Regions from separate parts of the Ovis aries genome. Here region 1 is linked to region 2. A link is a contact called in public Hi-C data. All regions are on one chromosome and are shown on one strand. The core of a region is the stretch at or near the end of the contact, and the rest is flanking DNA. Distances in the headings are between cores, read along the strand shown. Region 1 has its middle 30 kb from the start of DAD1. Region 2 has its middle 7.0 kb from the start of LRP10.

What was found. Hi-C and Micro-C count contacts between places; a contact is called where the count stands out from the background.
Region 1: a Hi-C map of hypothalamus shows a contact between it and region 2, with 3 times the contacts expected there. The contact joins two enhancer-like sites. A contact is called at or near these places in 3 of 16 Hi-C or Micro-C datasets (hypothalamus, liver and skin fibroblasts).

The regions. Positions count from the first base shown.
Region 1 is chr7:22,059,407-22,063,285 of ARS-UI_Ramb_v3.0, forward strand. No RefSeq gene overlaps it. Among named protein-coding and RNA genes, the nearest start is that of DAD1, 30 kb to the left of the region's middle. Within about 2 kb of position 1,440, at least 37 of the 54 cell types and tissues checked have an H3K27ac peak or open chromatin away from gene starts, as enhancers often do. A contact at or near this core is called in hypothalamus and liver, where this site is marked.
Region 2 is chr7:21,780,763-21,784,411 of ARS-UI_Ramb_v3.0, forward strand. No RefSeq gene overlaps it. Among named protein-coding and RNA genes, the nearest start is that of LRP10, 7.0 kb to the left of the region's middle. Within about 2 kb of position 1,914, at least 40 of the 54 cell types and tissues checked have an H3K27ac peak or open chromatin away from gene starts, as enhancers often do. A contact at or near this core is called in hypothalamus and liver, where this site is marked.

The DNA of each region.
Region 1 (3,879 bases), core at 190-2,689, 280 kb after region 2:
AAGGGTAGACAATCACGCTTTCTGCTTCTCGGGGGGATTTTTAAAGAATCTGACAACAGAAGGGCTCTCTCCCCTGGATCCTATTGCCTCTGGAATGGGAGTGTGCCCACATTTCCAAAACAAACAGTGAGAACGGGCTGCCCTTTTCCCAAAGGTGGTGAGAACCCTCTGGGATGACGTGTGGTGTTCTGGCTTGGGATGAGGGCTGCCCAGAGAAACGACCCATTGGGGGTGGTCTACTTTCATCAGACGTTGCCTCTAGCTCCAGGGGGCCCCTTTTGGGGGAGAGGCTTGTGCCGTATGGCGTGTGGATTCTTAGTTCCCCGACCAGGAACTGAACCCAATGCCCCCTGCAGCGGAAGGCAGAGTCCTAACTGGGGACTGCCAGGGAATCCCCAAGGGGGCCGTTTTGAAAGCAGAGAGGCCCCCAGAGGGTGAGAGGGGAGATAAAAAGCAAGAGTGTTCAGGGGTGTTGCAAAGAGCAGAGTGGGCAGCCTGGAGTGCCTTGGGGCCGGGAGGGCCGGCTTTGTTCTGAAAATTGGCTGCAGCCTTGCCAGGGCCTCCCATAGCTGTAATTTCTCCTCCCTCAAGCTCTTCTGGAAGCCATGGAGGGGGAAAGAAAATGAATATGATGGTGAAACCAGAAGCTCCTGGGGCATAATGAGGGGAGAAATGCCTGTCTACTGTGGGCAACAGAGACACACTGGTGAAGCAGCAGCCCCACTTTTATCTCAGCGTGGTGGTCCAGCCTGACCCAGCTCTACCGACCCCCAGGCAGGGTCTCTGTTCAATTTTCTAGGCATTCCCTTAAAATGTGCATTCAGTTTACTATGCTGAAACTGTGCATGTGTTAATAGGAACGGTACTTTACTGTATAATTTACCTGTGCTAAAATGCACAAATCTTATGTGTACAGTTGGGCTTATTTTGACATGTCTCTACACCTGTGTAAATCACCCAAATCAAGATGCAGAATATTTCCACCACCTGGAAGCTTCCCTGGGGCCCCTTTCCAGCCAGTCCTTGCACCCCAGAGGCATCCACTGTTCCCATTTCTGTCGCTGGTGATTAGTTTTGCTTGTTCTTGAGCTTCATCTGTGTGGAGTCCTATCGTTTGTACAGAGCCTGAATCCCTGGGGCCTGGCCTGTGTCTGCACTTGGCAGGTATGCACTGTGAGAGCAGCCTTGGTTCTTAAACTACCCTGTGAGAGAGCACTGATCCCACTGGGAAACTGAAGCTGTGGGTGGTTAGTGAGATGCCCACAGGGCAGGAGGTAGTGGTGGATCCTGGTGGCCAGCCCAGGCTCCCTGATTCTGAATCCAAAGCTCTCTCCAGGCTCCCAGGGGACTGCCCCACCCGCTCCCTGGGGGCTCCTATCTAGTGCTCTGGATGAAGGAGCCTCGTGATCCTGGGCAGGTAGCGCCCCCTGCTGTCTACGGGGCCAGACCCTACACTCTCTCTCCTCCAAGGGATGTGACAGGATCACCCGGGCAGGAGCCCAGGTCAGTGATGGACAAAGGGCAGGGGCTCGGCTCCTGGAAGGAAGTCTCCTGTCCTTTTATTTACCTCTGAAAAGACATTTTCTTAAGCGTTTGGGGGTTTTCCTTCCTCAAAAGAAGCGGATTAAGGGAGAAGAGGCCTCTTTGGTGGAGCTCTGCTGCCCCCAGGTGGGTGGCTGGGACACTACCACAGAGCCGGACGTCCAAACCCCGCGGTTTTCAGGTCTCAGGTTCCCATGGTCCTTCTGTGGCTCTCCATCTCCCGGCCTCCCGAATCCTGGTCTCCTTGGCTTCTGAGAGCCAGATGTCCCTCTAGACCATCATCTTGCACTTCAACCCTGACCTGGAGCGGTTCCTTGGAGAACCAGCTCCAGCCGTGCATAGGAGGGGGAGATGTGCCCACACCTCCCGGGGAGGGCGGGCTGGACAGAAGCCTAGAGGGCCTGTCAGCATAAAGAAATGGTGTGATCGAGTGAGATCAAGGTTTGATCTTAGGACTTGGCTGGGGGGGAGGGGGTGATAGGCGGGGCGGGGGTACTTCTCGCTGTGGGGTGCGCGGCCCCCCTGCCTGCCGTGGGCGTGGGTGCCGCCGCCAGGGCCCCGCCGGCCCTTCCCAGCTCGCCGCCTTCCTGTCGCACCTGCGGTCGTGGTGGTGTAACGGCCCGGCCCTCCCGGCCCCGGCACGTGGCCTGGGGTGATGCTATCTCTAACTCGGTATTTTTAACTCGTTTTTTCCAGAGGATGTGGCTTCTGTGGGAGAGCTTCAAAGGGTGCCCCACTTGCCCCTCGCGGCAGCCATGACGTCATGGAAATGGGAGGGGCCGCCCCAAGGCCCCCCCCCCCAAACACCTGCACGGAAGTGGGAGACTTTTTCCACTTCCTGTCCTACATCTGGCTACTGACTCAATGTCTGACCTGCTTATTAATTTCAAAATATAGCTCTCAGTGTGATACTCAGAGGAAACCTTACTCATCTGTGTGTCTGGGTGAAACTAGGCCTGAATCCCAGGTGGCAGGGCACCCACCTGCCAGCCTCCTGGCTTCTCAGTGTGCTCATTAACAGAGTGACAGTGACCGGGGCTTGCAGACCTCCCCAGACCCACCCATCAGTCAGAAGCTCTTCTTCCCACAGGTTGCTCCCAGAGGTAGATGGAGAGAGAATTTTAAGACAGGACTTGTGGAGAAAGTGAGGTGAATGGTAAGGCCTCCTGCAGCCCTGGACCTGGGTGTGGCCCTTCAGTAACAGGAGGGCTGATTCCTAGAAGCCCTGTGTGCTTTCCCATCCCCCAGGCTCTGGATGAGTGCCCACTGAGGCTGCTCTGGCCAAGGGACCATCACTCAGGTTCTGCTTTTCCTGATAGTTCCCGACAGGTTACTCTTAGCTCTTGGCTAAATTATGAGATGCCTTCTCAGGAGGCTCAACGGTAAAGAATCTGCCTGCCAATGCAGGAGACACAGGAGACTCGGGTTCAGTCTCTGGGTCAGGAAAATCCCCTGGAGTAGGAAATGGCAATCCACTCCAGTATTCTTGCTTGAAAACTCCCATGGACAGTGTGGCAGGCTATAGTCCATGAGGCTGCAAAGAGTCAGACAACACTGAGTGACCACACATACACAAATTGTGAAAATGTGGCTCACTGGGCCACCTCGTCTATTAATCCCTGTTTTCCTTTCTCTTATGTTCCCTCACCCCCCCATACACATATACGTCTTCGCTCCTTCCCCAGTGCCTCCAGAGCCCCCTGCCTCATTTATTTGTTCACTTGCTGCTTAAGTGTATATTAAGCATCAATTGTGTGCCAGGCACTGTGCTGGGTGTTACAGACACACGGATGAACACCATATACTTCCCATCCCAAGGAGCTCATAATTGAATGGATTTTCTTGCTGAGATAGTACCTGATAACTAAAGTGATATCTGTTAAAGGCTTTACATGTGACCCCATGGGAGTTAGATTTTATGGGCAAACCAAGAAGAAAACAATTCTTCAAGACTCGGATGGCTACCCCTCCAATGGGGGGTCGTGGTGAGCGGTGCTCTGTTGTGGCTGAGACCCCACCCAAGTGTTCCTGAAGCACATACTGGTGTAGCCTGCCCCTTTCTTGACCAGATCGTGATTCCAGTTGGGCTCAGAGGGCAGATGTCTGAGTGGAGGGACAGGGAATTCTCTAGAATCTTAGGCTTGGTCCAGAGAGGTCATTTAGTCCCTTTTTCTGCCTCCAGGGTTGGCCTGAGCTTAAGTCTTTTGGGGGCAGTAGGATGTCTGTCCAGAGAATTCTGTTCTGCACCTGGCCTTGGGGGCACATTCCACCTTGGGATGGCATGGCTGTCCCTCCCTGAGGCTGGCCCCTGCTGCTGAGGACCGGGGCTCTTCAGGG
Region 2 (3,649 bases), core at 664-3,163:
GAGAATCCTCCATGTGCCAAAATGAAAGATCCTTCATGATGCCACAAAAATCCTGGATACAGCCAAATAAATATGTTTTAAAAAGAGAGAATTCTTAAAAAAAAAAGAAGAAGAAGTAAGTTCCAAAGGGGGCAAGGGCCTATTCATTTACCGGTGAATCCCCAGTGTGAAAAGCAATGTCTGGCATAAAACAAATACTCAATATGTCTGTTGAATGAATGAATGAGTGAGTCGTGACTGCCAATAGTAGGCATCACATAGATTATGTCTTTTAATTCACTCAACTCCCTTTTGAGTTATTAACCCCATTTTAAAGATGAGGAAATTGATGCTCAGGGAAGATACATAACATGCTGAGGGTCACCTGACCAGTAAGTCATAAAGGTTGGATCCTAACCCGGATGTAACTCCAGAGTCCTTGTCCTAACTGCTGTGTGGTACCACTTCTCTATGAAGCTACGCTTTTAAAGACTGACTGGTGATGGGAATGGTAAGGGGGTCTCTAAGCTACTTCATGTGAAAGCTCTTTATGGGACGAGAAAGGCTCTTCACCTATAAAAAGCTTAACTTCAGTGAGCGTTTGTATATATGGAAACTACACCCAAATATTTGAAGAGCTGTAGTGTGGAACAAGAATGTTTTTATTCTGTACAGTCTGAAGGGCAGAAACTGGAATTAACAGAACAAATAAAGACAAATAAAGTCCCTGAGCAAGGTACAGAAGCTGAGGGTGCAGGTAGGGTTGAGGCAGAGGGACACAAGTCCTGGGCTTTCAGGAGTCCTTGACAGCAGTGTGATTCATCGACTATAGGATGGCAGAACTTCTCAGAAGACAGGGGCATAGGAGCTTCCTGAAGCAAGTCATGTTAAATGCTGATACAAGGCCAAAGAAAATGAAAGCAGAATAGGCCTGGGGTTAGACGAAAGGGGTCATCATGAGGGCCTCTTCAGGAGATGTTTCAGTATATTCCTGATTGGGATGCAGACGTAGAGGTTGGATTAAAAAGAAATGACAAGGGGGACTTCCCTGGTGGTCCAGTGGTTAAGACTCAGTGCTTCCAACGCAGGGGGTGTAGGTTCAATCCCGGTTCGGGGGACTAAGGTCTCATGAGCCACTAAGATGTCACATGCCACACAGCCAAAACATTAACGAAAGAAAGAAGTGACTGGGGAAGGAATGCAGATAGCTTTTGGAAAACTGGCTTGAGAGAAAAGGGGAAAATGAGAAAAATCATTCAAGGCCGCAGCAGAATCCAGGAGAGCTTTTCAAGATGGGGAAACCTCTGTGTTGGAAGCGAGTAGGGATTAAAGACTCTACCATATGGTGTCAGGAGCAAGTTTCCTTGTGCTTTGGAAAGAATGAGATGCAGGGTTGGGGACACCCCTTGGAGGTTTGAGAGAAACCTCAATCAGGTCCATTTAGAGGGCCTCTGGCATATTAAAAAATTTAAAAACTAAGATTGTTTTGAAAATATTTGGTGTATTTTAAATGCTTATTTAACAAATGAAAATTTTTAGCATAAACAGACAAGAATAGAGTGATATTCACAATATACCTCCAGGCATTTTTTTTGAACCACAAAATTTAAGACTTTTATCAATGTAAGACAGGGAGTAAAGGAGTCTCCTGGCCCCAGAGTGTGGATGACTTTGGAAGGATGGGTGCAGGTCAGAAACCCCCCTAGAAGGCTTGGGCATGATCTCTAAAAGCCTCAGAGAAGCGGCACAGAAATGGTCCACTCTTACAGGAGTCGCAGAGGCCTGCCTGCCTTGGCCAAAGGCGGTTCTGCCCCAGCATCCTGAGATCCCGGAGTGCAGCTCCACCGGCCGCTAACCTGAAGCGCCCAGGGTTCAGGCATCCTGGAGAGGTCAGTGCCTGAGGCGTCCACGGGAGGGCAGTGTGGCAACTCAGAGCCCGGGACTCCAGGGCCCTCTTTACCTCCTCTATCAGAACCCCTCTCCTGCAACCCCTCCCTTCCCCTCTTCCTTCCTGGAGTTATTCCAGGGCTGTTCACCAACCTCCATAAAGGGGCAGACGACGGAAACTCTTGACTTTTCCCTCTCTGCAGCTGGAAGACTAAGGCTTGTCATCCTGTCGCGCCCATAGTCCCACCCGTTTAAGTACAGGTGGCCTGGGTGGAAGTGTGGAAGTTGCGAAGTGGGAAGGGACAGGCCGGCGGTATCCTTGGCCCTGAGCGTGGCAGGCTTTGCCTCCGCCTCTCAGCTCTCCGGGGTTGGTTTGCAGTGCCAACACCTGGCACGAGGGGGCGCTACCACCCTGCAAAACCTGCCCAGCTGGTCTCTGCTGCAGTTTGGGCCGCTCCCAACCTGAGAGGATGGGGTGGGATCCTCTGGTCCCCTTCTCCAGCTTTCCTCCCTCCAGAATTTATGGGCAGTTTTGTGCAGGCGTGAGGTAGTTGGGAGGACCTCTGGAGCACAGGCCAGTAGAGTGGAGAAGAGACTCTGAGGACACCTGGAATGAAGCTTAGAGAGATGAAGGGAAGAGAGACCTTCCTGCCGGAGCTACAGGGCCCTGGTGCAGGCTGTCCTGAGTGTGCAGCCTAGAGGACTGGTATTTCCATAAGAGCTGGGCTGACACAACCCAATACCAATCATCCTCCGATTAAGGGCAGGCTGTGGGGTTAGGGCTTCCCTGGTGGCTCAGATGGTAAAGAATCTGCCTGCAACGAAGGAGGACCTGGGTTCGATCCCTGGATTGGGAAGATCCCCTGGAGGAGGGCGTGGCAATCCACTCCAGTATTCCTGCCTGGAGAATCCCTATGGACAGAGGAGCCTGGCTGGCTACAGTTTGTGGGTCGCACAGAGTCGGACAGGACTGAGTGACTAAGCAGAGCAGTGGGTATGATTGGCACATAAGGAGGAGGTCTATAGGGACAGAGCTGCTGTTGCGGAGTTATGAATCTCTTCCCTCAATACAGTTTCTTTCTTTTTTGAACCTTTTAAAGATTGAGGTGAAATATACAGTAAAATTTCTAAAAATGTAATAAACAAGTGCATATAGCTCATATAGCTTTTTAACCTATACATTTACTATGTCACATACTTCTTGCACATGTATAGAATACTTATGTATTCACAACTACAGCTGTTTTTAAAAAATATTTATTTATTGAAAACTTTTTATTTTGTATTGCATGTGCACGTTAGTTGCTCAGTCTTGTCCGACTCTGCAACCCCGTGGACTGTAGCCCATCAGGCTCCTCTGTCCATAGAATTCTCCAGGCAAGAATGCTGAAGTGGGTTGTCATTCCCTTCTCCAGGGAATCATCCTGACTCAGGGATCAAACCTGGGTCTCTGGCATTGCAGGCAGATTGTTTGCCCTGGTAAGCCATTTTGCACTGGGGTATAGCGAGTTAACAATGTTGTGATAGTTTCAAGGGCACAGCAAAGGGACTTAGCCATACATATACAATATTTATTTATTTGACTGTGCTGGATCTTCGTTTCGGCACATGGGATCTTTAGTTGTGCCATGCAGGATATGGTTCACTGACCAGGGATCAAACCTTGGCCCCCTGTACTGGGAGCATGTAGTCTTAGCCTTGGGACCACCAGGGAAGTCCGTAACTACAGCTGTTTATGTATGTACATCACAGCTCTCACTGCCAATTCAAGTCAGTAAACTTT